2 separate regions of the Cricetulus griseus genome follow, and region 1 is linked to region 2. A link is a contact called in public Micro-C data. All regions are on one chromosome and are shown on one strand. Each heading gives the region's core, a stretch centred on a gene start, on an enhancer-like site or on the middle of the called end of the contact. The rest is flanking DNA. Distances are from core to core; before and after follow the strand shown.

The links. Hi-C and Micro-C count contacts between places; a contact is called where the count stands out from the background.
Region 1: a Micro-C map of the CHO-K1 cell line shows a contact between it and region 2, with 4 times the contacts expected there. The contact joins the promoter of Atxn1 here to the enhancer-like site in region 2. A contact is called at or near these places in 3 of 8 Hi-C or Micro-C datasets (the CHO-K1 cell line and fibroblasts).

The regions. Positions count from the first base shown.
Region 1 is chr3:265,664,606-265,671,218 of CriGri-PICRH-1.0, reverse strand. It overlaps Atxn1 (ataxin-1), which reads left to right and starts at 2,732. Exons shown (of 7, transcript XM_027410018.2): 1 at 2,732-2,953.
Region 2 is chr3:265,340,020-265,346,847 of CriGri-PICRH-1.0, reverse strand. All of the region lies in intron 5 of Atxn1 (ataxin-1), which reads left to right. Among named protein-coding and RNA genes, the nearest start is that of Gmpr, 120 kb to the right of the region's middle. Within about 2 kb of position 3,742, at least 1 of the 6 cell types and tissues checked has open chromatin away from gene starts, as enhancers often do. A contact at or near this core is called in the CHO-K1 cell line, where this site is marked.

The DNA of each region.
Region 1 (6,613 bases), core at 1,483-3,982, 330 kb before region 2:
TCTCTCTCTCTCTCTCTCTCTCTCTCTCTCTCACACACACACACACACACACACAAAATCTTTAGAGAAATAAATAGAAAGTACTAAAATTTCTTTTCACATTAAGTAACTCATAACACAGATTAGGGGTAAGACTCAGCAGGCCTTCTTCCTTAATTTGACTCTGTTTCAAAGCTTGACTGAGTCTTGTGTAAATATATCATCAGATTTGGGTTTAGGGGAATAATGCTATAAAACTGCCAACTGCCACCTTGAAAACTGCTCTTTTTCCATTGAGTTTTCATTTGCATGAGAACGTTTGCTTTTAAAGAACCTGTCTTGGTACTTCTGATGGTGCATTTGATATTCTGTTATTTGGAAACAAAATACTTCAGCATTCAAGTAATAAAACTGTTTCATGGGTATTATGTTTGTGTTGAACCTTGCAGGAAGCAAAAGCTGTAGGTTTGTGTGTGTGTGTGAGAGAGAGAGAGGGGGGGGCAGAGACACAGAGAGAGTTTATGGCTTTAATCTTAATGGCTAGGAAAGTAGACAGCACATTTCTTATTAATTATTTTTACTATGTGGGTAATGCACATATTTAGCTTTCTTTGGGGAACATTTAAATTAATTGACTAAGTCTAATATGAATTATGTGTTTTAATATGTTTAAGGTTGTTAAAATAATGCAAATTAACTGCTTGCACCAACGTAATAATTACAATATTAGTTTTTTCCCTTGAAAATTCTCTAAATGTAAGATGTCTAAAAATAGAGTGGAGGTGGATTGGACAGTTTGCAGATTATGAGCTGGAATAAAAACATCTCAGTTACGCCAAAAACATGGCAACCAATATTTTCTGTTATAAAAATATTTTAGATGGATTTCGGTTTTTTTATGAAAGCTGTCTGCAACTGAAGTGAAGAGCAGAAGCTTTGTTGATTCACGGGCCAGCAGTCACAATACCTGCAACACAAAGCATGCGCCTTTTCCACGCGAAGCCGGCAAGCTTCTGCTCCTTTTCAAAGACAGACACCACTCAGTTAAGCTCTGAACTATTAACCCTCACCTGGATAAAGCTCAGGAGGGAAAACAAAACTAGTCAGAGCCTTGACAGGAAAGTCCTGTTAACTGTCCACTAGAGGCTGTAATGAGACCAACAATGTCACTTGAGCATATGAAGTCTAACAAACATGGATCTTTAAGTGAACAACACAAGTTACGGAGGGGGCTGAGAGGGAAGGAACAGTCGTAGTTCTATTTAAGTAGCCGTGGATGTGTGCACGGTATTTCAAAACCTGAAAATAGATATGTATCCTACCCCCCCCTCCGGGCTTTTTTTTTTTTTCTTCTGAAGTGCTGGCTCCACAATTCAGTAGTTTAAAAAGCTCACGCATTTCTCCTGGTGATTCTGTACGCTGCTTCAGACAGTGACTAACTGTTAGGTCATAAGTAAACGGAGCCAAAAGGTCTCTCAAATCCCGCTTACAGTCAATAATAGTGGCTTCCTACAAGACCGAGGGATCGGGTTTCTAGACTCTTAGTTCTAAGCACCTGAAAGAGGTCAGATGCTGGCCTGACACCTACTGGTTTTCGAGAATTATCTGCAGCAAAGGGAACTCGGCACTGAGCGACCCTTGTAGGGTTGTGCCCGCTCTTTCTCCGGGTGCCACACCTGTTGGCAAGGTACACTCCTCCGGGGAAGATTCCTTCCCACCGAGCTCACACCTGGCAGTGCTGTAGCGGAGGGGGTGGGTGGGGGGACTCTATGTCTGCGTTCAGCCACCAGGACCAGGGAAAGTTCCTTTGCCGTGGATTCCCGAGAACCGCCATCGAATGGTCGGGGCACCGGTTACCTCACTTCCGATGAAATGAGTGATTCCCTGTTAGCTGAGAAAGGAGTGAGCAGGTCGGCTCCCAGAGCTAGAACTGAGACGTCTGATTCCTACTGCAGATTTCTAGACCTGCAGAATTAGATAGGAGGGTCGGGAGGCTGCCAGCTTGTCCGGGCAGGAAAGGTGAGGGCGCCAGTGCAAACTGAGGAAGCCTGAGAACTTTCCCGAGTTGCAAGCCAAGGCGCGGGCCCAGAGTCGGGTTGCTCAGGGCTCACCGGCTGGAGGGTTAACAGCGAGGATACAGTGAGTCCTCTTAGACACACACCGGGGTGGCGGGGTGGGGGCACCAAGGTCACTTCGGGATTAGAGTCAGCCGACTTCCCCGCATCCTTGCTTATTTTACCAGGTGGGAACCGAAGCCTGACACCCGCTGCGGTGAGTCCTCCAGGCTGCGAGCGTTGCACCCTACACTCGCCCTGTCCCCTCCAACTAGGTTGCAAGGAGACGGGGAGGCGCGCGAGCTCCGACGGGTCACCACTCCAATGACCTCATCGCCCCAACTTCCCCTCCCCTTTCTCAAACCTGGAAGGCACAGTCCCCACGGGCCGATGTCCGGGATCCGGAGCCGCAGTTAGGGAGAGGCACCGGGCCTCCCCTGGAGGGAGGGACCGCTGCTCCGGCCGGGTGCACAGAAGGGTTAAGGGCGCGGGCCGGCAGCCGCGCCGTGCGCTCGCCGTGCTCTGTGCGGCTCGCCGGGCCGCCTGCCAGAGGGTGCCCCCCCCCCCCCATGAAGTCGGATCCTTGAGCTGTGGCGGCGGCAGCCAACTGCTCCATATTTGGCTTCTATTACACATTTACATACTGGAGCGAGCGAGCGAGCGCGAGAGAGAGCGCGAGGGAGGGAGGGCGGGCGGAGGGAGGAGGGAGGGGAGGGGGGAGGAGGAGGAGGAGAGAGCAGAGTATACCGCAGACATCATTTCTACTACAGTGGCGGAGCCGTACAGGACCTGTTTCACTGCAGGGGGATCCAAAACAAGCCCTGTGGAGCCGCAGCTAGAGCTACAGCAGCCGCAGGACACTGTGTCTCTCCCTCTGTCCCCCCTTCCCCACGCAACCCCAGATCCATTTACACTTTACAGTAAGTGGCTATTTTTTTTCCTCCTCTGATTCTTTCTCTCCCCCTCCCCCTTCCTCCTCTCCCCCCCCCTCGATTTAGATTAAAATCACCCCCTCCCTCACCCCAATCCTCTCTCTCCGGAGAGGGGCCAAAGAACATCCAGCGTACAATCTCCCCTCCCCCAGTCTCAATGGGCTACAAGGAAAACAGCTGGAAGAGGAGCGAAGGAAACCGACGCGTCGTGGTGTGTGTGCGTGTGTGTGTGTGTGTGAGTGTGTGTGTGTGTGTGTGTGCGTGTGCGCGCGCGCGTGTGTGTGAGTGTGTGTACATATACCCCTGCCGGGCTCCAGCCTCCCGGCTCGGGACCCCACTCTGGGCGCTGGAGCAGCGGGCCCGGGGAGCAGCCAGGGGTGGGCCGCCCCCAGGAGAGGGGGCGCGCCCGGGCAAGGGGCGCGGGTGGGGAGAGCGGCGGCGCCCCGCTCAGGCTGCTGCTGGCCCGGCGGCGGCGAGAGCCGAGAGCCTGGTCCTCCTCCCTCCTGGTGGCGCAGGGGGAGGCGGCAGCGGCTGAGGGTCGCGCTGCCCTCTTCGCTTTTGCAAATTCTCCCTCCCGGGAGGGGGCGGTGAGCGCCGCGGGGACTCGAGGGAGGGCTGGGCTTCCCCGCCCGGGGTCGCCTAGCTTGTGCGAGGCGACCCCAAGACTGGGGTCTCCCCGCCCAGGCCAGCCTCTGGGGACCGGGGACTTTGCGCACGGCCTGGGGGAGAGGAGAGGTGGCGGCGCAGGGGGCAGGGGCGCGCAGGCTATCGGAGCGCAGCGGGAGTGGCGGCGGGGACGGGCCCTGGCTGCAGCCGCCGCCACCGCCGCCCTGTTGGTGCGGCCGCTTCCTGATCCAAAGCAGCCGCCGCCGCCGCCGCCGCTGCCGGAGCCGGAGCCCGAGCTTCCCAGCCCGGCCCGGCCCGGCGTCCCAGCCGGCGCCCGAGGCAGCAGCCGAGGAGGGGCTCTGCCCTGCTCCGGGACTGCTCGGCTGCGCGGCGGCAGGGAGGGTGAATGAAGATGGGAGGAGGGGAAGGAGGAGGCGGCGGAGGAGGAGGCGCTGCGGGGATTGGGATGCGCCCCGGAGCCCCGCGGCTCGTTCACTCCGAGCCCGAGACGCCGCCTCTGCCGTGGCTGCCGCGGCCGCCGCGCCTCCTACGTGGTTGCAACGGAGCGCGCAGGCCGGTCCCGCAGGGGGCAGGGAAGGGGCCGGACGGGCGGAGCGAGAGGTGAGGCGGGGTCGGAGAGGAGGGAGTGAGAGCCTGTGAGTGTGTAGGTGTGTATGTGTGCGTGTGTTCTCGCGCCGAGTGGGGACCAGAGCCTCCGAGATGGGGAGGGGTCCCGCGGTGGTCCTTTGGCTGACTCTGCAGCGCCTCGACTTCTCCTTAGCCACCTCCTTCAACTCTGGGGCTTGTGCGCTTTCATTTTATTTCAGACCACGTAGAGCTGACTGGAAGCGGTGAAACAATTCAGGTTTTCTAGGGAGATTGAGCAAGGACCTTAGTGGTGGGGGGTGGAAGTAGGATGGTGATCTAGACTCTGCCAGAAAAAAAAAAAAAAAATCAGGGTTTTAAGACGGTGGAGTTCAGTTCGATCCCGTGGCTGTCCTGTTTTGTTTTGCTTTCTTTCTGCATAATCCTACAGATAAGAGGGTAATATAAATACTTGGGAAGGTTGGGAAATTGCTGAAGAGTAGTAAGGGCGAAAAAAAAAAAAAGCCAGTCGGAAGCTGGTTATATAATGCTCTATGTGGCTAACAAGAAAGGCAAGCTATTTTTATTTTGTTTACCGTATGTTGTGCAGTAGGAACTCCTCCAAACTGGTTCTGTCCCCGAAGAGATTTCTTAGCTTCTCAGAGAGAGCCACAGGATACAATTAGTAAAATTAGAAGACCCCACACCACCTACAGAATAAAAAGTAGTGCCTTACAGTAGAGTTCTCACCCTTGCATGCAGAGGACTGTGTGTGTGCAATATGTTTCCCTGTGGCAATCTAGTCTCATCTCAGTGACATTTCTGTTTTATAATGCAAGCTCCCCTTAATATTTAAACATCATTGCTATAGGTCGTACACAACAAGGTAGTTACATGCTGGTTATTTTTAGGCACAGCTGGTTACTTTTCAGTAGTGTTTGCAAGCTATTTCTATTTGGTTTTCTGAAAAGCCCTGCAGTTCCTAGAAGCCCTAAGTTAAGCCCACCCTCTGGTTTCTTGATGGTGGGTAGGTAGCTAAGACAGTTTGACAGCCGAGAGTTTATTTTTATTTTATTTTTGAATGAAGTTTATGCTAGTGGAAGCTAGAGGTAGCCACCAAAAGAAAAACATGTGCACGAACTCTTGGGAAGGGATTGCACCATAACAGTTTAGCTGTGGCATTTAATCTCCTCTGATTGTCCTCTAACTGGCCATGCATCAGTCAATATTTTAGCAGCTTTGCAAATAAATGGGCTTGAATGCTCCCTTCCATAGGAGGCTGAAAAGCCTCCTGCCTGTCTGCCTCTCTCATCATACAGATACTGTCAGTGGTGTTAGTTTTCTGTACACTTACTCCGGCCCTGATCACTCATGTAATTAGATCAGGCTGCCATGGCAACAGACAGTGTTTCTTGGTCCATTCAGGTGGGTTTGCCTGAACTACTCCTAGTGTTTTATGCACAATATTCGAGCTGCCCGAACCAGAAAGGAGAAAGACTTCGCCATTTCAATTGCATCTTCTTTCAGTCATCTGAACAGGAGACTGAATGAGGCTTCTAGCTACTTAGCTTCTTTAAAGGAAACCAACCCACTGTTCCTACTGGGTACAATATGTAAATGTATCTCCCCAGACAGTGAAAGGAGCCTGACAATCCTTCTGGTGTTTATTGTTAGCAGATCAACAAGTATTTGATACTTGCTAGAAACCTTTCAGAGCTCACTGAAGCAACGTTTCTTTTGCATTCTAGAGCCTTTGGCCTTGTAGGCACTTAACTCTTTCAAGTGTGAGAGAAGAGGACACCCATGCTTTAGGACTGAAATTGGGGGCAGTGTTGCTGGCTTTTTAGGTAGTTTACTAAGAGGAGCTGGCTTCTTGGGAAAGTATATTCCCACTGTCACATTTTAAAACTTCACAGCCCACGTTATAAAAAGGGACACTGATAGTAGGCAGGCATTCTGAATGTTATCTTTCTGAATTTCGATCTGTTGCTCCTGATCCTTGATGATCTTCAGTAGTAATTGAAGATATTTTTACAGCTAAGTTAGGGATGCTACAAGCCAGTATCATGCATGGAGCTTTGCACATTAAACCGTGTATATGATACTTAGGGATATAATTTAATAAACATTAAATTATATAAATAAGAGAGCTGCAGGCCAGTGTTTGCATTCCCTTATCACCTTAAGCCTGCTAAGGGCAGAAAAAATATATATATTATGAAAGAAAAGTAGCTTTAGTTGCTGGAACCTGGCACTGTCGAAACAAAGGGAATGTTTTAATAACTTTGAATATGTCATGATTTAGTTGTGACCTTGCCAGTCAGTTTATAGTTTTAAGACCAAGTAGCTAAATCAGTTAAAATAGAAGAAAGACACACAGAGATAATACCCCCGCCCCCAACCACCACTTCCCCAGGGCCAGGATTGGGAAAGTTGTTCACTTCTCCTCACGGGGGG
Region 2 (6,828 bases), core at 2,493-4,992:
TACAATGCTAGGGATCCAAGTGAAGGTCTCTTACATTAAATGATAGGCAAGAATTCTACCCACTGAACTATATTCCTAGCCCCTAAAATTTGTTTTGAGGAACTTTTCAAATTTACTTTTTCTTTTTTTTTTTTTTTTTACAAATAGTATCATAGGGTATTTACTGTGGTGTAGTAAGATAGGCATACAGACTGATTAAAAAATAAACATAGGTCACAAGCATGGAAGGAGTATTTCCATGTAAAAAGAATATCGTATAGCATGTAGGTAATCTTCACAATAAATGTCAATTGTGTTGTGGTTCTTAACTCCCAGGTGGTGAGAAACATCACCAGACTCTGGGGCTTCCTTTCTTTCCTGTGTCCTCAAAATTGCCCTCATCTTTCTGTCCTGCCTCAGTGCAGCAAAGACTCTGAACCCAGGATGAGTGGGCTGGGACATCAGACCTTCCCGGTCCCTGCAGATAGTCAGTAGGAGCTGTGATTCTCAGTTGCAAGGGGAGATGGCTGCCCTAATTGTTTCAGCCAAGCCTTGATGTGCCTATGTCTGATTCGAAGCCATGGGAGGACACTGTAAGTGATGTCTGATACACTCTCTGCCTTAGTCCTTCTGTTGTTCCTGCCCTGTGGACTCTGTGTGTGTGTGTGTGTGTGTGTGTGTGTGTGTGTGCACGCTCGCATGAGCGCACGCGCGTGCCTGTGCATGCATGCATGCATGTTGTTTACCAGAAAATTACTATAAACTAGTTGTCTCTCATTTTTGTCAAATGTCTTAGAAAAAAGGCATAAAACCATGCCACTGATGTACATGGTCTGAGGGTCCTAAAGCTCCATCAAAGGTTGGATAAGAAAGAAATGGGGTGGTCACTAATGTGTATAGAGAGCACCCCTCCCCAAGCTCCTGGGGATTCTCTTTCTTCTTCCAAGGCCTTTAGAAAATGCCAGTGTGACATCCCAGAGATGAATGCTGGTGTGTAAAGTGTTAAACTCTTCACAGAGTTCAGCCAGCATCCTCTCCAGCTGGGAGGAAGAGAGACTAGCTTTCCAAAGAACGACATGTTGCACATGGCTAATAAAAGAAGAATCAGCGCCCGTACACAAAAGTTCACTGTTGATGAAGTAAGCTTCTTGCGAAGCAACCGATGCATTTCTTGATTACTTAACCATTATTTTCATGTCCTATGGTACCCAAGTTGTAGGCTTTCTGAGATTTTGCTGAAGAGAGTAGAGGGAGGAGCTTAGCAGCTTAGCTTCAGACAGCATCTTTCTTTCCATTCACAAAATGACGTTCTCTATTCCACACCATTTTTTAAGTGACACCTGGGATGAGAGAACTATCTTTTAACATTAGAGTCTTGTTTGAAAGTCAGATTTCTAGAATGAAGTTACTCATGGTGGGAGGAGGGACGGTGGATCCCAGCCCATGACTTTCCTATAACTTCCTCTGCCTTATGAGACTGCATGCTGGTTCTTCATGAAGCTATTTATAGCACCAAAATAAAAACTTCCACTTTTCTAGATGCTAAGCTCTTTGAGAACAAAGAAATATATTCTTTTTTTAAAACCTTTAACACAGCATCAGGTATAAAAGAGTCACTTCACTAATGTTGGACTGATGGATGATTGCTCTAAAGAAAGAAGAAAAGTGATTGTAGGAAAGGTTAAATGGCTCAGGAGCCCTTGTGTGAAATGTCCATCTGCATGTGTTACCACAATGGTCAGAGTCAGAGCCTGGGCCCTGGCAGCCCTAACAAGCTGGGCTCAGCCATCCACACTCATTAGGCCAATTAAAGGCACAATCAATAGTGAAAAGCAGATTTATTCAATGTGGCCACATTGGGAAGAGGAACAGAGAAGTCCAGTGACACCTTTCCAAGTCTTTCTTGGGGTCTTGGCAAAAGGCATGCATAAGTGCAGCTCCAAGCGCTGACCCTAACAATCTTGTAGCCCGAATTCCCGGAGGAATTCCACAGTTGAGAGGAGAGCTGAGAGGAAGGATGCCTTCCCAGAACATCTGTGAGGCCAGGCAATGGCTTGGAAATGACATTTTAAAAAAGCAAGAGCAAGTGGCCGTATGGTCTAAGTATGGCCATCTATGCCGGGAGAGAAAGGATTTGTGAATGCAGATAGAGGAGGTAGCCTGAAGCCACCACACCTGAAGGGCAGATGCTTTCTTTCTTCAGTGAGCCAGGCTAAAGCCTGGCTTGGGGAGAATGTTCTGAGGAAAGGAGGGAAAGAGAAGGCAAATGCTTTGTGCTAACTCTGCACAATGAGAAGACAGCGGGAAGAAAACTGACAGACCCAAAGAGGACAGGTGGACAGACAGACAGACTGTTCAACCTGTTTGGGGCCTCTTGGTATCCTTCAGAGATGTAGTTCTTGTCCACCCATCTGCATAAGGCCCAGAGTTGGCCATCACTCACCAAATCCCTGGCAAAATGACCAGTGGACAGTTATGAGGCAGGCGCATAGGTTGCCGCAGAGATCGTTGTGAGGCTGTCTGCCATCAAGGAGTCCCGCCTCCAGTTAGCATGTCACTGGAATGTTCAGCTGGATCAGGTGATTTCTGCCTCCCTTTAGAGCAGGAAATTTCAATGGCAGCACTGTTGAAACCTGGGACCAATACTTCTTTGTTGACGATAGAGAGAGAGATGGAGAGGAAGGGGCCTGTTTACCCTTCAGCTAGATAACAGTGTGGCAACTTGCAGTCGTGATAATCAAAACTGAGGTGTGGCCAAATGTCCCTTAGAGAACAAAACTTCCCCCAGGGTGAGAACCACACTGTTGAACAGGGACTGAAGGGACCCCCTAATGTGGGAAATTACCAGTGCGTGGTCAGGCACACCTGTAGCCAGCCCCTAAGCAGGTGGGGCTACAACATCCCCTACAGCCCCCCTCCCCCCCCCCCCCCCGCCACCAACTCAACTTCATGTCTTCCCAAACCATGAGGCAGGAACTCTAACTCGTGTGTGTGTGTGTGTGTGTAAGTAAAAATGCAATACACACCAGCTTTAGTCTGTCTTTAGAATGCAGAGACGGTATTTGCTTTGCCTTTAATTTGACAGCCTGATTACTTTTAAGGTGTCCCCATAGAGACTGGCAATAAGACCTATTAATGTAAAATTTTAATAGCGCATCAGGGAACATTCTTCCCAAGAACACGTTGTCCAAGTAACCCAGCAGCACTTTAAATGTCACCACACAGCCACCAGAATTCTGAGGTCAAGCAGAAATACCACCCTTTAATCTGAAGATGGGAATGTTAGATGACCACTAGTGACCTCTAAGAACTCCTCAGCAGCTCTTCACGGCCATGGCTTACTTTCCTTCCAGGGTCTCCAAAAAACTTCCCAGCTCTGAGGTCAGTCACGTACCAAGTCTCAAAAATCCTGAAAGGGGCGACAAATGGGCTTCTTTTCTGTCACTGGTTACAGTTATTTCTGCTTAGCATATTGAGAAAAACGTCTCATGGGTTTAACCCCGGCCAGGGTCTGGGGACCAAAGCCCATTTTGTGTACTAGCACTCCATTCGTCCTCTCAGTTGACACCCCCCCCACCACCACAGAGGCCAAAGGCTGGTATCGCTCAATCAGTGGGACCTTCTCCTCAAGCCAAAGAAAACCAATGTCCTAACAGGCTTTTGTCTCGCCTTCCAACAAAAATGCATCACATTGAAAAGACCTCTCCAAGTGCTGCAGGTCATAGCGGCGCTGTTTGTACTGGGAAAACACATGGCCGACCAAGCATTCTTTGCATTCTTCCTGGAGTCGAGTCATAAAGGCATCATAGTCCCACTACAAGGGTAAAGGTGGTTTTTACTTTTCTTTTTTTTCTGTGTGACTCCCAGAGGAGGAACAACTAACCTAGTCACAAACATAAAACACATGTTCCTACATGTATGTACCCTATTACCCCCCTTGTGGAGAATATGTGTATAACATAAAACATATGCATGTACATATATGTATATGTGTGTTTATGTGTGTATACAACATGTTCCTTCATGAGTGTATAGCTTGTCCCCCCCAGAGTATGTATATTAAAAAAACAACAACCAAGCTTAAGTGTATACATATAAATGCATATATACATATTCCTATATATATATGTGTGTGTGTAAAACTTGGGTTTTTTTCCCTCGTGGAGAATGTGTAGCACACACACATACACACACACACACATACATGTGCATGTACACATCCCTACATTTGTCCTTCAGTATTCACTAGAGTTGTATCTATGGCCCCCTATGAGTAACAAAACCAGTAGAGGCCATAACCCTTTAAACAAATGACAGCCTCCACACAGCCAACCATCTCCAGCATAATACTACATAAGTGCTTCTCACATTGTTATTGGTTAGGGAATAATGGCAAGAAGGAATTCTTTGCAGGTTCAGGGTAGGTCTGCTGGGTGATCAGTGTGTGGTTGAATGTAGAGATGTGTAGAGGTGGAGGGCACAGATGCAGAGGGCCAGCCACCTAGCTTTACTACTTGGGTCAAAAACCTGTCTTCATTTTTCACTGTGACTGCTAACCTGTGTTCAATAGCTTGGATATTTCTCTTTGAATCAGAAAAACTTACACACTTTGGGTCTCACTTTCTCCATGTGCCTGAACACCTACAGGAAATGAGATGGAGTACTACGGTCTGATTACTTAAAGTGTTGCAGTAATCTGGACATAATTTCTGCCTGTGGCCAAGGAGGAGCAGAGGTGGCTGGATTGCTCTCTGTATGTGTAGATATGGCTACATCAGAATTGGCTGCATTGCTGACCAAATGAAGGAGAAAAATGAGCCTAGATATTGATCTTTTAGAACAACAACTAAATAAATAAATACTTTAAAAAACAGATTGCATAAAGCAGTCTATCTTTGGAGGAGGGTAAAGAACACAAGGCTTGACTTCCAGTTTCAGCCTGGCTGGGCAGCTTTCTGGCCATGTCGCCTTGGACACAGCATCTCCCCTTATAGTCCTCATCTGTTGAATAAGAATAATGAAACTCAACAGCAGTCACCAGACCTGAATGAGGCAATCCATCAAATTCTGGAGACCTGGTGAAGGATTGCACAAAGGCCAAGTAATTTTTTTCTCCCTCAGAGATAGTATTTTTGTCAGTGTTCTTGCCAGCACACATCACATTTCTGAGTCAGACTGATTTCCGTAACAGATAATGGAGAGGGTGAAGCAGCAATTGATCAATTAAGTAGCCAGGATTGGTACAACACGGCTTAGTGATATGTGCCTGAGCTATAGTCATGGGAATTTGACTAGATCTATAATTCTTCCCTAGAGAAAAATCTAGAATAGATGCCTCCAGTGTGCTGATAAGTTTAGTGATTGGCTTGGGGATAGCAGGGATGTTTTATATATTTTATATGAATATTTATATATATAAATAGAAATCAAGCAATGGTTATATATATTTATACCTATATATTTAATATTAATACATATTTATATTTTATTTTTATGTATAGTATATTTAATTAAATATATTATATATTTATATATAAATACTTATATATGTATATATACATATAAAATCATTGAGTGATTTCTCTGAATTGATTTCTCTCAATGGGACAATATTTGTGTGTGTATGCGTGTCTGTGTGTATGTATGTTTACACGCTTGTGAACACATATGCATGTATACCACTATAGTTAATATCAATTAAATACATAATTACAAAATAGAGTGAAAATAATCAGGACTGATAAGCTGTAATATGATTTATTCAGTTAGAAATTTATATACTTTAGTTTTGGGTAATAGCTGTGAATAGGTTGTGAATTTAACAATCAGTTCTCACAGACCAAGACAAGTTACCTTCAATATGCCACTCTCTCTCTCTCTCTCTCTCTCTCTCTTTGGCACCATAAAGAGTACAAGATCATACCAGGAATCAGCAAGTTCAGGGACACCCCTGAGAGCCAGCATGGGAAACGCAGTCCTGGATGGCCTTTTATTCTGTGGATTTTGGATGAGCTACACAGTTGAGGTTTCACATTCCCCCCATATTTCTTTGGATAATGAAATGATCACTGAAAAAATGGCGTGGGGAGCTAATTTCTGGGGCTTTGTTTCATATTTGTGAAGATCCTGAAGCTGTGGATAATGCTGAATTTCATAGGATCATTCATTCCCTTTATTGGTCATGAGAAGACTTAAAAATACTTCTTAAAAGAAAAGGTTTTATTGTCTTCCTTTCTGAAAAGTCCAAGAGAAAATGAGGAACAAAGAAAGGATTGCCAAAGTAGACCATTCATGAAGCAGATGCTGGGAAAGGGACCTGCCAGTGGCCTGTGGCCACTTCCATAATCACAAATGATCTATGGGCTGTCTGGTGTCTGACGGGCAGCTTCAATTCAGAAATAGAGAATTCCAGAAGCCTATTTGGAAACCTGGCCAAAACCAAGTTACAGTCAACCTTTACAATCAAAATTGTCCAAGGGCCCAAAGCCAAACAAAACAATATTTCAGAATTGCCTTAAGTCAAAGAAATGCCTCAAACCACTGAGACTTAGACCCATGATATTGGGGCCAAAAAGAAGTTAGAAGCCGAGGAAGGGACTGAATTACAGGCAAAGTATGGCTTCCTGTTAGAATCCCAAGCTGAAATATATGACACTTTGTTAACGATGGGTTGTTGTGTTGTTGTTGTTGTTGTTGTTTTGTTCTTCTTGTTGTTAAGTTTTTTGAAACAAGGTCTCTCTGTGTAACAGTCCTGGCCATCCTGGAATTCCATTTGTAAACCAGGCTGGCCTTGAACTCACAGAGATTCGCCTGCCTCTGCCTCCCAAGTACAGTGCTGGGATTAAAGGT